2 separate regions of the Sus scrofa genome follow, and region 1 is linked to region 2. Evidence: chromatin contacts called from public promoter capture Hi-C data. All regions are on one chromosome and are shown on one strand. Each heading gives the region's core, a stretch centred on a gene start, on an enhancer-like site or on the middle of the called end of the contact. The rest is flanking DNA. Distances are from core to core; before and after follow the strand shown. Region 1 holds the start of SCAF1 (splicing factor, arginine/serine-rich 19). Region 2 holds the start of GYS1 (glycogen synthase 1).

The links. Promoter capture Hi-C pulls out the DNA fragments that hold promoters and counts their contacts.
Region 1: a contact with region 2 is called in a promoter capture Hi-C map of liver, with 4 times the contacts expected there. The contact joins the promoter of SCAF1 here to the promoter of GYS1 in region 2. A contact is called at or near these places in 1 of 5 promoter capture datasets (liver) and 1 of 2 datasets of contacts at active chromatin or transcription factors (alveolar macrophages).

The regions. Positions count from the first base shown.
Region 1 is chr6:54,683,380-54,690,906 of Sscrofa11.1, forward strand. SCAF1 (splicing factor, arginine/serine-rich 19) reads left to right here and starts at 1,958. Exons shown (of 12, transcript XM_003127346.5): 1 at 1,958-2,389; 2 at 5,863-5,976; 3 at 6,256-6,313; 4 at 7,027-7,121; 5 at 7,423-7,523. The coding sequence starts at 2,333. RRAS (ras-related protein R-Ras) reads right to left here and starts at 1,335. Exons shown (of 6, transcript XM_003355998.3): 1 at 1,145-1,335. The coding sequence starts at 1,297.
Region 2 is chr6:54,247,773-54,255,255 of Sscrofa11.1, forward strand. It overlaps GYS1 (glycogen synthase 1), which reads right to left and starts at 2,439. Exons shown (of 16, transcript NM_001195508.1): 1 at 2,176-2,439; 2 at 529-710. The coding sequence starts at 2,293. RUVBL2 (RuvB like AAA ATPase 2) reads left to right here and starts at 2,732. Exons shown (of 15, transcript NM_001243867.1): 1 at 2,732-3,088; 2 at 6,262-6,316; 3 at 7,377-7,432. The coding sequence starts at 3,077.

The DNA.
Region 1 (7,527 bases), core at 708-3,207, 440 kb after region 2:
TCCCAGGTGGGAGAGTTTCCCCTGGGGAAAGGGGTGGAAGTTTCCTGGGCAAGGGTGGATTTTCAGAAGAGAAGGGGTGATCTGGCAGCTGCTGGGGGTCCGAAGGCTGCATCCTGCCTGTCGTGGAGGGTGCTTGGTAAGGGGCAGTGCAGGGGCCTGGCCCTGGGGGGTTTAGGGGTGTGTCTGCAGAGTAAACCGGGAGAAGCTCAGGTGGGCGAACTGGGGGCTGGAGAGCATGGGGGAGGGTTGTCATAGAATATAAGTACATGTCTAGAGAGTCGTAGAGACCTGGAGATACATTTAAGAGGTCAGAGAAACTCCAAAGGAGCAGGTCTTTCTGGAGGTGTCAAGACTCTGGGGGCTTCTTCCATGGAAATGATCTGGGGGCTAACCAGAATTTCTGAGAGGGGCTCAGGAGATCAGAGTGGAGGAAAACTCACGACGGAGGAGTGGATGGTTTTCCTTGAGGAAGGGTAGGGGTCTGGATCTGGTGGGATGGGGGATCCCCAGAACTTGGAGTCTTAGTGGGAATGGCCAAGGGGCAGGATCTTTTTGCAGTCTCTTGGGTCTGAGGGGGTCTCCCTGAGGACAGGGGTGGGATGGAGTCCTAGATGGATCTCAGGGGCCAAGTCTGGGCATAATTTCTACTTTCTGGTGGAGGTCTCTGAAGGGGCTAAACAGCCAGGTTGGGGTAATGTCAAGGGCATTCTCCCAGTTACTGAGCGGCTCAGAGGGGAAGCTGAGGTCAGGGATTTGGGAGAGGTAGGGCTCAGGGTGCGAGGAGGTGGCCCCGAGCGGGGTGGGGGCCCATGAGAATGCTTAGGGTCTAAATGGGTTGACTCTTCTGGATTTAGGGTGCTCCCAGGAGGCATCCAGGGTCAGGTCAGCAGAGGAGCGGGGCTTTGGATACTTGGGGTAGGGGTGGTGGGTCTCAGGATACAAGGACAGGAGGAAGGTCCCTCATGTAGGGGGTGGAGGCCCTGAGGGGCTCAGGGTCACATCTGAGGGGACATTTTTAAGATTAGAAAGCCTCATAAGAGGGTCTCAGTGATGGATGGAGGGGAAGCCGGAGTCTTGGGGATCCCGCCAAGGGCTCAGGTCTGGGTGGGTCCCGGGGGCACCCCCCGGGGTGAAGGTCCACTACCTGGATGAACTGGATGGTCAGCGCGCTCTTGCCCACGCCGCCGCCGCCCACGACCACCAGCTTGTGTGTCTCGCTGGGTGGGGGGTCCCCGGGTCCCGGCCCCCCGCCCCGGGGCCGCCCCCGCCCTGTCCCGGACGCCGCCCCGCTGCTCATGTCGCTGCCGCTGCCGCCGCTACCGCCTGGGGCGGGGGGGGGGACCGGGCGGGGCCTAGGGGCGGACCACGTTAATAAGGGTACTGCATAAACATGAGCTCCAGCAAGAAGGGCTCCTTACTTGGGACACTTAGAGGCAGGCAAGACCTGGGAAAAGGAGGAGCTATGCTAATACGGATAGGAGTACGGCTGTCGCTGAGAAGGGGAATTCCGAATGGGGCGGGAACATGCTAATGAGAGAACTGTGCTCACCCCGAGCAGCGCCACGCGCTCTCGGCTGGCGGGCCGGGGGGGCGGAGCCATGCTAATAAGAGTTCTTATTCTCTTCGTAGACGGGTCCGGAAAATCGTTCGGGGTGGGACTATGTAAATGAGAAACCCTGTGTTGCAGCTAGCTTCTCAGGGTACCGTCCCCGAGGCCTTGTTCTAGTAGGCGGGGCTTGAGTCTTGCGCACGCGGCCGTATATAGGCGCGCTCTGAGGAAGGAGCGAGTCCTGAGGGGAAATTAACCTCTGTCCTGGGACCCAAGCCAAGCTCCCGACTCTGGCATCTGGGTTGGGTGATGGAGGCTCCGCCCGCTACGGGACCCAGGCTTCCGGTTCCCGCTGTCCCAGCCTAGCGGAAGACAGACTGGGAGGGGAGATGGGGCCCTGGAGGGGGGCCAGCGGGTAACCGGGAAGGGAGGGGCCGTGAGATCACTGCATTCCTAATTCATGAGCCAGCTCGCCCAAGCGGGGACGCCTGGGTTATGAAGGGTCTAGGGTCAGGATTTCCGAGTCTTGAAGGAGGAGAAAGCCCAGGACCCAGACCCCTGGGTCGCAAGGAGAGATTGTGACTGGAGGTTTGGACTCCTGGGTCCTGGAAGGAGGAGTTCTGGAGGTCCTTGCTTCTAGATTGCTGAGGGCCCGGACTCATCGGTCCGAGGGCTGAAGGAGCGGGGGGACCCAATATTCTGGATCCGAGGGAATTGGAATGGGGTACCCGAACCCCTGTGTTCGCGTAAGGCGTTTGAGACCAGGAATGGTCTGAGGGAGGCATGAAGGCCCGACTCCTGGATCTAAGAGGAAGGAGGGCTCGGACTTCTGAGGGAAATGTGAGTCCGGACCCCTCGGCTCTGAGAGGAATCGGATTTGGATTTTTCTGTTGTAAATGAGGAGGAAGCTGTAGGGCCGGGCTTCTTGGTTCTAAATTTAGAGAGAACTTGGGCATCAGGATTCTGGGATCCCCAGAATGTGGGCGGGGCAACTTCCAGCCAGTCCTGCTTCCCCCCCCCCCACGGCTCACTCCGCGGAACTACAACTCCCTTGCACCTGTCAGGCTGAGCGCTCTTTACGGCACTTCCTTTTCCGCTGCTCTTTCCGCGCGCGTGCAGGGCACTATGGGGCTTAATCGCGCGCTACCGCAACCCCGCCCACTTCACCCCTCATCCCCTCGCAGTCCCCGCGCGGCGGAGGCGACGCGCGGACTACGTCTCCCGGCGTACGTCGCGCGCACCCGGCCCATCTGCCCCGTTGACTGCTGGGAAACTGAGTCCGAAGCCTTCCCACCAGCCTTCACGGCACGGTGCTCGGTACTTGAAGTCCCGGCAAGCTCGGCGGCGTTTTAGCTCCTCCTTTCTCCTCCCTTTGCTCGCGAGCCCCGCCCCAGCCCGCCCCGCCCCGCGCCGGGGCCGGAGCCGCAGCCCGAGCGGCGGGGTAAGATGGCGGCGGCGGTCCGAGCGGCGGGGCTCGGGCCTATCGGGGTGGGCGGGGCGGAGTCGGGTCGCTACTTGTCCCGGGGTCCTCCCGACACGCCGCGGGGCCTGGAGGGCTTAGCGGGTCGGCCTTGGGCCCGGTAGCGGCGGCGGAGCCTGGCGCCGAGCGGGGGGCCTTCTCGAGGCCCCGGGACGGGTCTGGGGTGCCGGGGGGCATGGACCGGGCGTCTCCTAGAGGACTAGGGGCGTCCACAGGACCTGGACCGAGACTGAAGCCTGCCCTCCGTCATATAGCTGGCTTGGGTCATTTCTGTAGGCACTGTTGAATGTCTTTATAGGCTGACCCGAGGCTAGAGTCTGTTTGGAGGGTTCTGGGGCCATCTTGAGATCTTGAGATATGTCCCAGGGGTGAAGGAGGTCTGCAGGAGCTGGGGAGTATCTGCAGAGCCACCTATGGCTGGGGTATATCTCCTAGGGCTGAGCAGTGTGTACATGGGCTGACCTGAGAATGCGGCTCACCTACATGGGTCTAGGGCCATTTAGCCAGGCCATGGAAGAACAGTTCCAGCGCAAGGAAGTCTTTTATAGCCATTCAGAGGAGTGGGATGTACCCACTAAGGGAAGGAAGCAAATACTGAGATGTGCTGGGAGGCTTGGATGGGTCTCCAACTGTCTGGGGAGTGTCTAATCTGGGTGACAGGAGACTGGGGACAGTTAGAAGGACCTGGAACCATCTAGGTGGCTTTGAGTGTGACTGCAAGAGTGCAGGCTCTATGCCTGGAGCAAATTCGAATGCCTTTGGGGGCCAGATAATCGGCCAGGAGAGTAAGACAAAGGAACGTATTGGAAATTTTGCCCAGCTCAAATATACTTGCCCTTTAGAAAGTAATTCAAATGCAAAATGTTAAAAAATTCGGGGTGGCCTTGGGGCTTCAGAGAGAGTTAGTCCACCTTGGTCTGGGAAAGTCTAGAGGATCATCTAGACTTCGTCTCACGCCAGTGCTTTTGAAACGCTTTTGACCTTGATCCACAGTGAGAAATGCATTTGTACACTGAGACCCAACATACACCGTCCTATGTGTTAAACTAATACTCCAATCCTGTTAATTACTGTTTCCACTTACTTGGGATGTGTTGCGAAGCATCTTCTACTGTGTTCAATCTGCCTTTATAACAAGCTATTCGTGAAGCACTCAACTGCTATCAGACTGTAGTTTGGGAACCTGATCCAGAGGGACCTGGCAGGGTCTGCCGAGCCTTCTTGGGTCGAAGAGACACACCCTCTGCAAAGCATGGGGCTCGTCTAAATGCTCCAGGGGGGATCTTCCTACCCAGGAGGGTTTGGAGATCTGTGGGTCTGTACTCAGCACATCTTGATTAAGCTTCTGTGATGTGACAGACACAGTTCTCTGAAGCATGTGCTGCTTCCCACCCCCTACCCCCACCCCCACCCCAGAAGGCAGAGAGAGCAGCTCCAGGGCTGGGAACTGTCCAGAGGGCCTCTTCAGGGTGGGTTATGTCTGTGGCGGTTAGGGAAGGAGCTGCAGGCTCTTAGAGAGCTGGGCGGCTGCAGGGGAGAACTTTGCCATCAGCTTGCAAATCTGTGGTAGGAGGGAGGCCAGGACTGAGGTCTTTTTTTTTTCTTTGGTGGGGGCAGGTGTGCCCCCTAGGGGTGTGGGGAGCCAAGTGGGGAAAACCTGGGCACGAAAGCCTCATAGTAATAGTTACCCGGTCAGAGGTTAGCCCTGCTTTCATGTCACACAGCCTTTCTCGGAGTTAGCTGCTCCTATTGTGCCTGCTTCTAGATAAGCACCTCGAGCTGGGGGTTAGGGATTTTGAAGCTTGCTGGTGACTGTGGGACCAGATGATTGTTTTCAGAGGAGGAGAACTGACGGCTTCGGGGAAGCCTACAGCCCAAATAATTGCATTTCCTGAAGCCCCCATCAAGACCCCCATCAGTCTGAATGATCTTTCAGCTTCCCTGTCAGCCAAGAATTTCGGTGCCATCACAAAGCCTTCAGCCACGCTGAAGGCCACAGGAGGACACTCCCTTTGGCATCTGGTGGACAACAAACACTTCTGAAATCCGTGTTTTCGTTTTCAAAGCGGCACGCTGGTTTTGTAGATCAGCCTCCCGTAGCACCAGCATAGGTTCTGTGTTATCCAGACGTTTGGTTGGGGCCCCGCCATTGAAGAAAATCGATGCTTTAGCAAGTTGGAAGTTGCATGGTGTTTGAGGCGCCCCCAGCACACGGGCACACATCTCAGTTTGGGAAAGGTGGGTCTCTGAGCCTATGGGACGTGGTGTTTGAAATCACAGCTCAACAGAAAAAAAGTCTGGGCCTTGGGTTGGCTTCCATGAAGGCGGGCTCCCTTGTGCTCTTAAAATTTGTGGTGGGGAAGCTGTGGGAACTGGGGAGCAGGGTGTGGAGAGAGGCTGAGAAAGGAGTTCCCGTTGTGGCTCCATGGTAACAAACCTGACTAGTATCCTTGAGAATGCGGGTTTGATTCCTGGCTCCGCCCAGGGGGTCAGGGCTCCTGTGTGGCTGTGGCTGTGGCACAGGCCGGCAGCTATAGCTCCGATTGGACCCCTAGCCTGGGTACTTCATATGCTGCAGGTGAGGCCCTAAAAAGCCAAAAAAAAAAAAAAAAAAAGGCTGGGAAGGCCTCCTTTTGACCGAGGAGGCCACTGAAATTCAGACGTGGGAGGAGTTGCTCCAGTCACCCTGGTGTCCGTGCTGGGCCTGTCCCTTGTCCTGGGACTGGGATGACTGGAACGGAGGCCCCCGAGGGCTTCGTGTCCACTGTCTCCTGACGCTGCCCCGCCCTGCCCAGTGGCCTCGCCTCCACCCTCTCGCCCCGTCCACCTCCAGGTGACCATGGAGGAGGAAGATGAGTCTCGAGGGAAGACAGAGGAGTCAGGCGAGGATCGGGCTGACGGTCCGCCAGACAGAGACCCTGCACTTTCTCCTTCTGCGTTTATCTTGGTGAGGCTGCTGGACCCCTGGGGCCGCGGGCGGGAGGGGCCGGTTCCAGGGCCTTGACGCCTGGACCCTCAGCGGCAGTGGCGGCGGCGGCGGCAGCAGCAGTGGCGGTGGCAGTGGGGAGGGGTTGGGGGCCAGGACTCTTGGCCTGTCTGTAGAGTTGGAGTCCCGTTGCAGGGGTGTCCGGAACGGCTGTCTCCCAGCAGCAGAGCTTGTGACCTTTTGCATGCGTCCCCTGACTGCTCTTTCTTTCCACCCCCTTCACCCTCACCTTTCCTTCAGCGGGCCATTCAGCAGGCTGTGGGAAGTTCCCTGCAGGGGGATCTGCCAAATGATAAAGGTACGACGGGTTCCGGTTCCTCCTAGCACCCCCCCCCCCGCCCCCGGCCCTATCTCTGCATTCTTTTTCCTAATCTCATTCGTGGACGCTTTCCCGAGGCCTCCTGGGTGCACCACCCCAGCCCTGGCACAGGGAGCCCAAGATGGGTTGGACTCCGTGGCTGCCTCGGAGGCGCTCACAGTCTGATGGAGGGGAGACAGAGTCCCAGCACAGAGGTAGCCTAAGGCCCCGTGCGAGGGAAGGAGGCCCGGCTAGGCTAGTGTGGAGGGTGCTGGAGTCTGGGAAGGCTGCATCGAGGAGGTGACAGGCGACCTGTGTCTGAGTTGTCTGGAAAAGAGGAAAGCCGGCTGGGCAGGGTGGTGGCAGCGGGCGCACGAGAGTTGCCGGACTGCATTGGGGTTCTCTGGGGTCGGCACGTAGGGAGGCAGGATCACTCCGTGGGGACTGGGTCACAGCAAGGCTCCAGTGCCAGGCTGACTAGCCTGGACATCATCCTGAGGGCAGCTGGGAGGACACATGGGTGAGGGAGCTGGCGCCTCACAAGGGGGTTGGGGACGTCCTTCTGGGACTCAAGTTGGGAGACGGTTGGATGGAGGCGGGAGTAGGCAGGAGCTTGGTTCCCTGGTCGAGAGCTAGGCAGGCTTTCTCCTGTGCCCCTCGGGGTCTCTGCATCCAGCCCCCGTCTCCAATGCCACACGCACATCTCTCTCCAGATGGCTCTCGGTGTCATGGCCTTCGATGGAGGCGCTGCCGGAGCCCACGGTCAGAGCCCCGTTCCCAGGAATCAGGGGGGACTGACACGGCTACTGTGAGTAAGAAGAGGGGGCTAGGGACCTGGACTGCTGGAGCTGGGGCCGGAAGGTCCTTGGGGCCTGGATCGCTGAGATGCAGGGGAGGGAGGGGTCCCAGACTGCTGGGGCCGGGGTGCTGATCGGGGGCAGTGTGGGCGGGAGTCCTGGAGGCAGTCGGGAGGCGGGGTTGGTTAGGTGCTCGTGGTTTCTCAGGGCCGAAGATGCCCGGGTTACTGTGAGGTCAGGGCCTGGGGATGCGGCGTGTGTGGGTCGTCACATGAGCAGGGAGAGGCTAGAGCCCCTCCTGGCCGATTCCAGGTCTTGGACGTGGCTGCGGACGGCCTCCTCGCAGGGCTGGTGAGTGTCCTGGATCCCCCCGATACCTGGGTGCCCAGCCACCTGGACCTGCGGCCTGGCGAGTGA
Region 2 (7,483 bases), core at 1,189-3,688:
TCTCCCTGCTGCTCTAACTACGGGGGCCACCATCACTTTTGGGGCCACTCAGCCTCTCCCCATCCAGCTCTCTGTCTGTCTGTCCCCCTCATTCTGCAAGCTTGGCTGTTTTTAGTAAAAAGGATGTTGATGATACTCCTGATGACAAATAGCTCACAGACAGGGCTAACTACATGCCGGGACCTGGGCGAAGACGTTACGAACTAATCCCCCCAAGAAACCTACAAGGTAGATGCCGTGAGCATGTGACTTAGCCAAGGTCAGGCGGCAAGAAGCGGAGAAGGTGAACTTGGACTTCAGGTTCCAGAACGCCTCTTCCGACCTCCGGCCTCACCCCTGGTTGTGTCTGGCTGTCCCTCTAGCTCTTTTTCTCTCTGGATCTGAGGAGCTTGGCCTCGTGGGACCATCTTTCAGTCTGTTTTGTTCCTGCTGTCTGTCTCTCCATTCATTAATATCGATCGTGAGTTTCGGTCCACCCCCTGCTCCTTCTGCTGCTCCCACCCTGTCCTTGGCCGGGCCATGTCCCACCTTGCAGCCCTTGCTGTTCATGGAATCCAGGGTCCTCTTCAGGGCCGGGGTCGGGGGCTCGAGCAGTTCCACCTGGGTCCTCACGCCCTGCTCCGTGTACGGTCCCACCAGGTAGTAGTTGTCGCCCCATTCATCCCCGGTCACCTTCGCCTTCGTCTGCAGCACCGTGTAGATGCCGCCCACTGTGGGCCCAAGTGTGTGAGGGCAGGCCTCAGCCAAGGCCCACAGGTCTGGGGTCTGGGGCAAGGCAGGGGGATGGGGGTGCTGTGCCTAGGAGCCCCAGACCCCTGGCTCAGAGGGAAGAGGGGACGGCGAGCCCCTCCTTTCGAGTCAGAGGAAGGAGGGGAAAGGGGGAGAGGGGGCTGCAGGGTGGTACTCCTGGGTCTGTGAGTGCGGGGGGCTAGGGTCAGGACTTGGAGGGAGGAGGGGAGTGGTCTCAGGCTAGACTTCTGAGTCTGAGAGAAGGGGCTGGGGGCCTGGGCTCCTAGGTGTCAAGGAATTAGGGGCTGGGGCCAAGGATGACAGAAGCTGGCAAAGAGGCCACACCCAGGTTTCCTGAGTTCCTGACTCACAGGAGCTGGGGTTAAATCCCCAGTGCAGCTCTAAGACACAGTAAGGGAGAAGCCCTCTTCTTGTAGGTTCCCACAATTGTCCGAAAGAAGCCAGAGTTATCATTCCTCACCCCCCACACACACCCCCGGAATTCTGCCAACCTGTCCCCACAGGAATGCAGGGCCCTGCCCCTCCCATGACTCCCATCCAGACCCAGGAGGCTGGGGCTCCAGCTTCCTTACCTCCTGGAGCCTGGGCCCTGGAGATCCATGGCTCCGTGTTCACAGCCCCCCCGCCCCCCGCCCCATCTCTCCCAAGACTCAGCAAAGCAAAATCTCAGCTCCCTTCCTTCTGTGGAGCCAGACTGCCTAGCTCCTGGGAGTCCGGCCCCAGCCTTCGGCAAACCCAGAAGCTCTGGCCCTTTGGAGCCTGGGACCCAGAAATCCTGGCCCCCAGCCACTCCCATTCCAGGGCCCAGCCCCTGACCAACTTAGGACTTCCCAGCCTCCCGCTATTCCAGTGCGCATGTGTCTGAGGCCACGGGCTCCGCTACTCTCAGGAACCCAGAGCTCAGGCGCTCAAAGCCCAGGCGTCCAGGCCCCAACTCTCTCTCACCCTAGAAGCCAAGAATTAGGGTCTCCAGCCTCCTCCCATCTTTACTCTCAGAAGACCAGTTCCCGCAGTTCTCCCACCATGCTTCATGCATCCTTTCTCCAAGTGGGCTCCTGCCCAAATCCGAAGTGTATCCTAAGGCCCTCCGTGCTAGGGCCACAGTTCTGAAGTGACAACCTTCCCCGCCCCCAGCTCCTTCCTTATAGCGGACCCACGTCTCTGGTCTTTTTCATTTTAGCCCCCTCTCCCTAGGACCCAGGACCTGGGTTTCCAACCTCCTTTCACCTCAGTCAGGCGGCTCACGCCTCCCTCCAGGGCCCAGGAAACAAATTCCGGCCCTCCCCAAGGACACAGGAGTCATAGGCTCCTTGCCCAGGACCCAAGAGTCATGTCCTGCAGCCTCACCCTCCTGTTACTCAAGAGTTCCGGGCCCCCATCCCCGACTGCCCTTCTTGTCCCAGCCCTTCTGCTCGGCGTGCTCACCCTTGTTGGCCACCTCCCAGGCCACCTCGAAGAGCACTGTGTTCTCCAGGTCGAATTCATCCTCCCAATCTTCCAGTCCTGGCAATGAGGACATGGACAAAGTGCGGTTTAGAGGCATGGCCGACGCGAGAGGAGGGCTCCGGGGAGCCGCAGGTGGGGGCCCAGGATTTGTCTGAGGAATGCCCTGGGCAGGGCGCTGGGCCAGGTAGCTGCTGCCCGACAGGAAGCTTGCACCGCCCTCGGCTTCCTATTGCACGACCGCACCCCCGCCCGAAGCGCTAGAACCAGTGCTGCAGGCGGCCGCAGCGTCACTGAGCCTAGGGGGGCTCCCGCAGTGAAATCTTGCGGCTGCCAGGAGGCGGTGCCCGCCCCCGGGCCAGTGTCATTGGTCAGCGTCCGGGGGCGGGGCTCTGGAGTCCCCTCATTGGTGGACAGTGTAGGGTTCGCTCATCCCCGCCACCTCCTTGGCTGGCGGGAAGAGCTGGGGGGGCGGGGTTTACCGCTGCTTCCGCTGATTGGTCTTCAGCTCTGTCAATACGAAGCTTGAAGCCCCAAAGTGGGCGGGGGAGGGAAGACGGTGGCTAAGGAGGAAAGGAAGCGTGGGGGACGTGTGGTTCCCCAAAGAAGTGTTAAGAATTTTGCAATAGGCCTTAGCAAAGAGGCCTGGGTAAAAGGAGGAGGAGCCAGGAGGCGTGGGGAACGGACCCCGAAGCTCCGGGAACGCATCTTCCAGCGAGTAGGCGGGGCCTTAAAAGTGACGCCGCGCCCCACCAGGAGAGGTTTGCATATTTATAAAGAACCACCGAGATTTCTTGGAGGACTTGGGAGACTAGAGGGGTCAGAACGCCTCGTTCCTAGCACGTTTCCGTTTCCGCTAGGATATTGGCGGTTGGTGAGCATCATGACAACCGTGGTGAGTGTTGGCGTGCGGAGGGCTGAGGCGTTTCAAGGAGCAGGGGGCTGGACCTGGATTCTTGGATCTTAGCGGGGATGGGGGAGCTGGGCGCCTGGACTCCTCGTCTGAGGAAGGAGGGAGCTAGGGGCCCGGGCTTCTAGATCTGAGGGAGAGAAAAAGGGGCTAGGATCTCAGGGACTCCTAGGTTCAAGTGAATATTTACGGTCTCATGTAAATGATAGGAACGCCACCTTCCAAGTCTCTGGGCGCAGTCAGTGACAGTTGTGCCGTCTTAAAGACTGACGAGGGTTGTAGTGTCTTGGGCTCTAAGCCATCCAGTCTTGGGTTGTTGATGACGTGAATGAAACGGCAGCGGGGACCCGTCCTGTGTGCTTCAGATCGTGGAGTTGCTTCCTGAGTCTTGAGCCAAAATGTTGAGAACACAGAGGGTGTTAACAGACAGGGGGAAGAACGCGGGGCATCTTGGGATCTTGTCGTGGGATTGTTCTGACCATTTTCGTATTTCAAGCGCTTTACCGGGGTAAGCTCAGTGTGGTGATCAGGAAGTTATCACTTGAATGAATGCACGTGAACGCCGTAGAGGAAAGACCAGTTACACTAGACCAGGCACCAAGTACTTTCTCCAGAGACTTCTGAATGAAGAAGGGATGTGGCTTTACCTTGGGGGGTTGCACCTGGCTACATGGCTTCTAGATGCCTCCGTTCCTGTGGTGACCCCGGTCAAGATGGGGTGACAGTTACTGGTGTCTGAGGGGGTGAAATGTGAGTCCGTGGTCATGGCCAAGAGTATAGAAGAGGGAAGGGCAGTGAGACCCGGTTCCCACGGGTATGGATGAAGCAGTGGAAGCGTGAGGGGGATGGTAGGAGTTTTGTAATGACATGACCTCTGTTTCCATGAGGTCACCAGGTGGGGAGGAGGGAGGTGGGAGAGGCTTAGGGTGAAAGGAAAAGTTTTGAGGAAGGCAGGTCTGTTTATGGGGTTGCTAAGCGTTGGGAATTCCTAGATCAATGTCTTTTTTTTTTTTTTTTTTTTTTTTTTGTCTCAGAGTCTGATAGGCTGGGGAGGTGTGGATGGAGGTCTGTTCTCAGTCGTCTTGACAGTGGTTTGGGTGCAGTGACCGGCCTCCCATGCGGAAGAATAGGCGTGAGCTGCACAAACAGCAAGGGAGGACACTTGTGACCATGTGGTGGCCAGGAAGTCTGAACTCTTGGTTCCATAGAGAAGAGATGTTGTTTTGTTTTGTTCTGTTTTTTTTTTTTTTTTTTTTTTTTTTTTATCTTTTTAGGGCCCCACCCGCGGCATATGGAGGTTCCCAGGCTAGGGGTCAAATTGGAGCTGTAGCCACTGGCCTACACCACAGCCACAGCCACACAGGATCCGAGCCTTGTCGGCAACCTACACCACAGCTCATCGCACCACTGGATCCTTAACCCACTGAGCGAGGCCGGGAATGGAACTTGTGTCCTCATGGATGCTAGTCAGATTCGTTTCTGCTGAGCCACGATGGGAACTCCAAGAGGAGAGTTTCTTTGGGCTGGTGGAGGAAGAGAGACCTGGGGGAGGAAGAGGGTTGGGGGCGGCTGGCCAAGGAACTGGGTCAGTGTACTGGCTTCTTAGGCCTCCCTTTCTTTCTGTCTCTGGATTTATCTCTTCTGGACATTCCATATAAACGGACTCTTAAGCCCGTGACTTTTTTGGCTGCTTCATCAACTCAGCATGTTTTCAAAGTTGATCCATGTTCATGGATCAGAACTTCATCCCTTTTCATGGCTGGATAACTTTCTGTTGTATGGATAACCCCCTTTTGCTTATCCAGTCATCCATTGATAGTGTATTGGGTTGTTGCTACTGTTTGGTTATGAATGACACTGCCATGAACATTTGCGTGCATCTCCATTGGTTTGGTTTGGTTTGGTTTGGGTTTTGCCCCGCCCATGGTATTTAGAATTCCCAGGTGAAGGATCCCGAATCCAAGCCACAGCTGCGACCCCCACCATGGCTGTGGCAACGCTGGATCCTTAACCCACTGTGCCACAGTGGGAACTCCATGAAGTTCTGGAACTGTCCCAGGTGGAGTTTACTCATCGGTCTCCCTCACATGAGAAGCGACGATGGCTGACTTCTCTCCCTGGAGAGCTGGGGACACAGGCGGCCTCCGTATGTGCTTGTTGAATGAGCTCAACGCTTCAGGTCATCCTTCAGTCCAACCCCAAACACTGAGTCCCGCAGGGAACCAGTGAGATGTGGACTGCACCCTTTATGGGACTCCCATCTGTTAGAGCCCAGGACCTCGATCCAACAGTCTCCCTCAAGAATCTGAGACTCGGCAGGGAGAGCGGGTTCCCCAAAGAGGCCCTTCCTTCTTCTTTTTTTTTTTTTTTAAGGGCCGCACCCGCGGCATATGGAGGTTCCCAGGCTAGGGGTCCAATCAGAGCTGTAGCTGCCGGCCTACACCACAGCCACAGCCATGCCAGATCCGAGCTGCGTCTGTGACCTACGCCACAGCTCACGGCAACACCGGATGATTAACCCACTGAGGGAGGCCAGGGATCAAACCCACAACCTCATGGTTCCTAGTGGGATTCGTTTCCCCTGCACCACGATGAGAACTCCCAAGAGGCCCTTCCTTCAGTTTAGACATCCAGAGACCCTAAACTAGCCAAGCAGGGGCTGAGGTCAGGGAGCACCTCCCTTAATGAGTGATGCTTGATCCGATTCAGTCAGGGTAGAGGAGAGAGCAGGCTGGACCCAGGGACCTGCAAAGGTCTAGTGACAGAGCTGGGACAGTGAGGTACAAGCAGTGGGGAGGTGGCACTGGAAGATCAACAGGGGCCAGAACATGTCCAGGTTGATGCCTGCCCTGTGCTCTGTGTATGTTCTTGCAGCTCTGGGGGACAAGGCGGACTTCTTCCTTCAGCAAATAATTTCCATGCACCAAGTGTGTGCCCGGCCCTGGGAGCAGGGCTATGAACAAGACAGACGCAGTCTCTGGCCGCTTGAGCTTGACTGTGTAATGGGATCAACCCACCAGCCTTCATGGGCGACAACTCCTGCCTTCAGGGAGGAGAGGAAAGAACTGTTGCGTGTGGGGTGGGCAGGGGGACAGAGGAGGGGTTGCTGAAAGCTGGGACCGCAAAAGCTCGACTGACGCCTCTTCCTCTGACACCAGACAGCCACAACCAAGGTCCCGGAAATCCGCGATGTGACGAGGATCGAGCGTATCGGTGAGTAAGCGTGGGTCAGGGACAGGATCTAGCCCCTGCCTGCCCCCTGCCCCCTGCCAGAGCCAGTCTACCTGGGACCCTTGGAGGGGGGCAGCCTGCACACTCCCCCACCCCACCGTAAGGAGGGAGGCCTTAGTCCCAGATGACTCAGAGGTGGGGGGGAACCATGTCAGGCCCCAACCCCAAGCTACCACTGCTGGCTGGGCTGCCCTGATGGGCCTCCCGGGTGCCCCAGCATCCTGCTTGGAAATCGTGAAAGGGGGTTTTTGCTGAGATCTTCCAGGGGTTGGCCCCGCAGCGAATGTCCCATCCAGCCAGCATACGCTGGGGCTTCAGCTCTGAGAGGGCAGGGACCTGGCTCCTTCCTAGCAGTGTCCCCGGCACAGGTCCTGGCAGGCCAGAGGCTCCACAGGTCACCACTGAACACGGGAGTTTGCATCCTTTGAATCCTTGGCGTAGCCCTGCAGTGTTCCTCCTGCCACCGTCATCCCATTTTTAGCTGAAGGGACCAGGACTCAGTGACGCAATCAAGCCCCTGGTCCCAGCTCCCCGGGAGCAGGAAGTGGGGGTGTAGAGGGTTCAGCAGGGTGTAGCCTTTGCAGAGAGCCTGCCCTGCAGGGAGGAGACCACTCATTCATTCGTTCATTCATTCCTTCATTCCTGTTCGTTCACTCATTCATCCACAGCTTCCAGGAGAGGTAGTAATAAGGGCCTGGGGTGATTACTGAGCCCCAGCAGGGCTCCAGGCTGATAATAATAGCTGCGATTTGTGTTTCTCCAAGTCCCAGGTCCCGTGAAGTATGATTAGAACTTGGGAGGTCCCTCAGGCCACCATGTAGCCTAGGAGCCACTCTGTTTACTGAGCATTGACCGTGTCTGGCCATCATCCCAGTGAGGTGGGGACGTGTGTGTTGGGGGGTGAGAGGGGACCGTGGCCAAGGCGGACACCAGCACTGGGTAGGGGCGCCCCTCCCCTCAGGCCACACATGGCCACCAGCGAGCTGGCCTGTAACCAGTTGAGCTGGCCGGTAACCGCCTCTGCTTCCTTCCCCGCACACAGGCGCTCACTCCCACATCCGGGGGCTGGGGCTCGACGATGCCTTGGAGCCACGGCAGGTAGAGCCCAGGGGGCCGTGGTGGGAAGGCTGCTCCCTGGGGGCCTGGGGT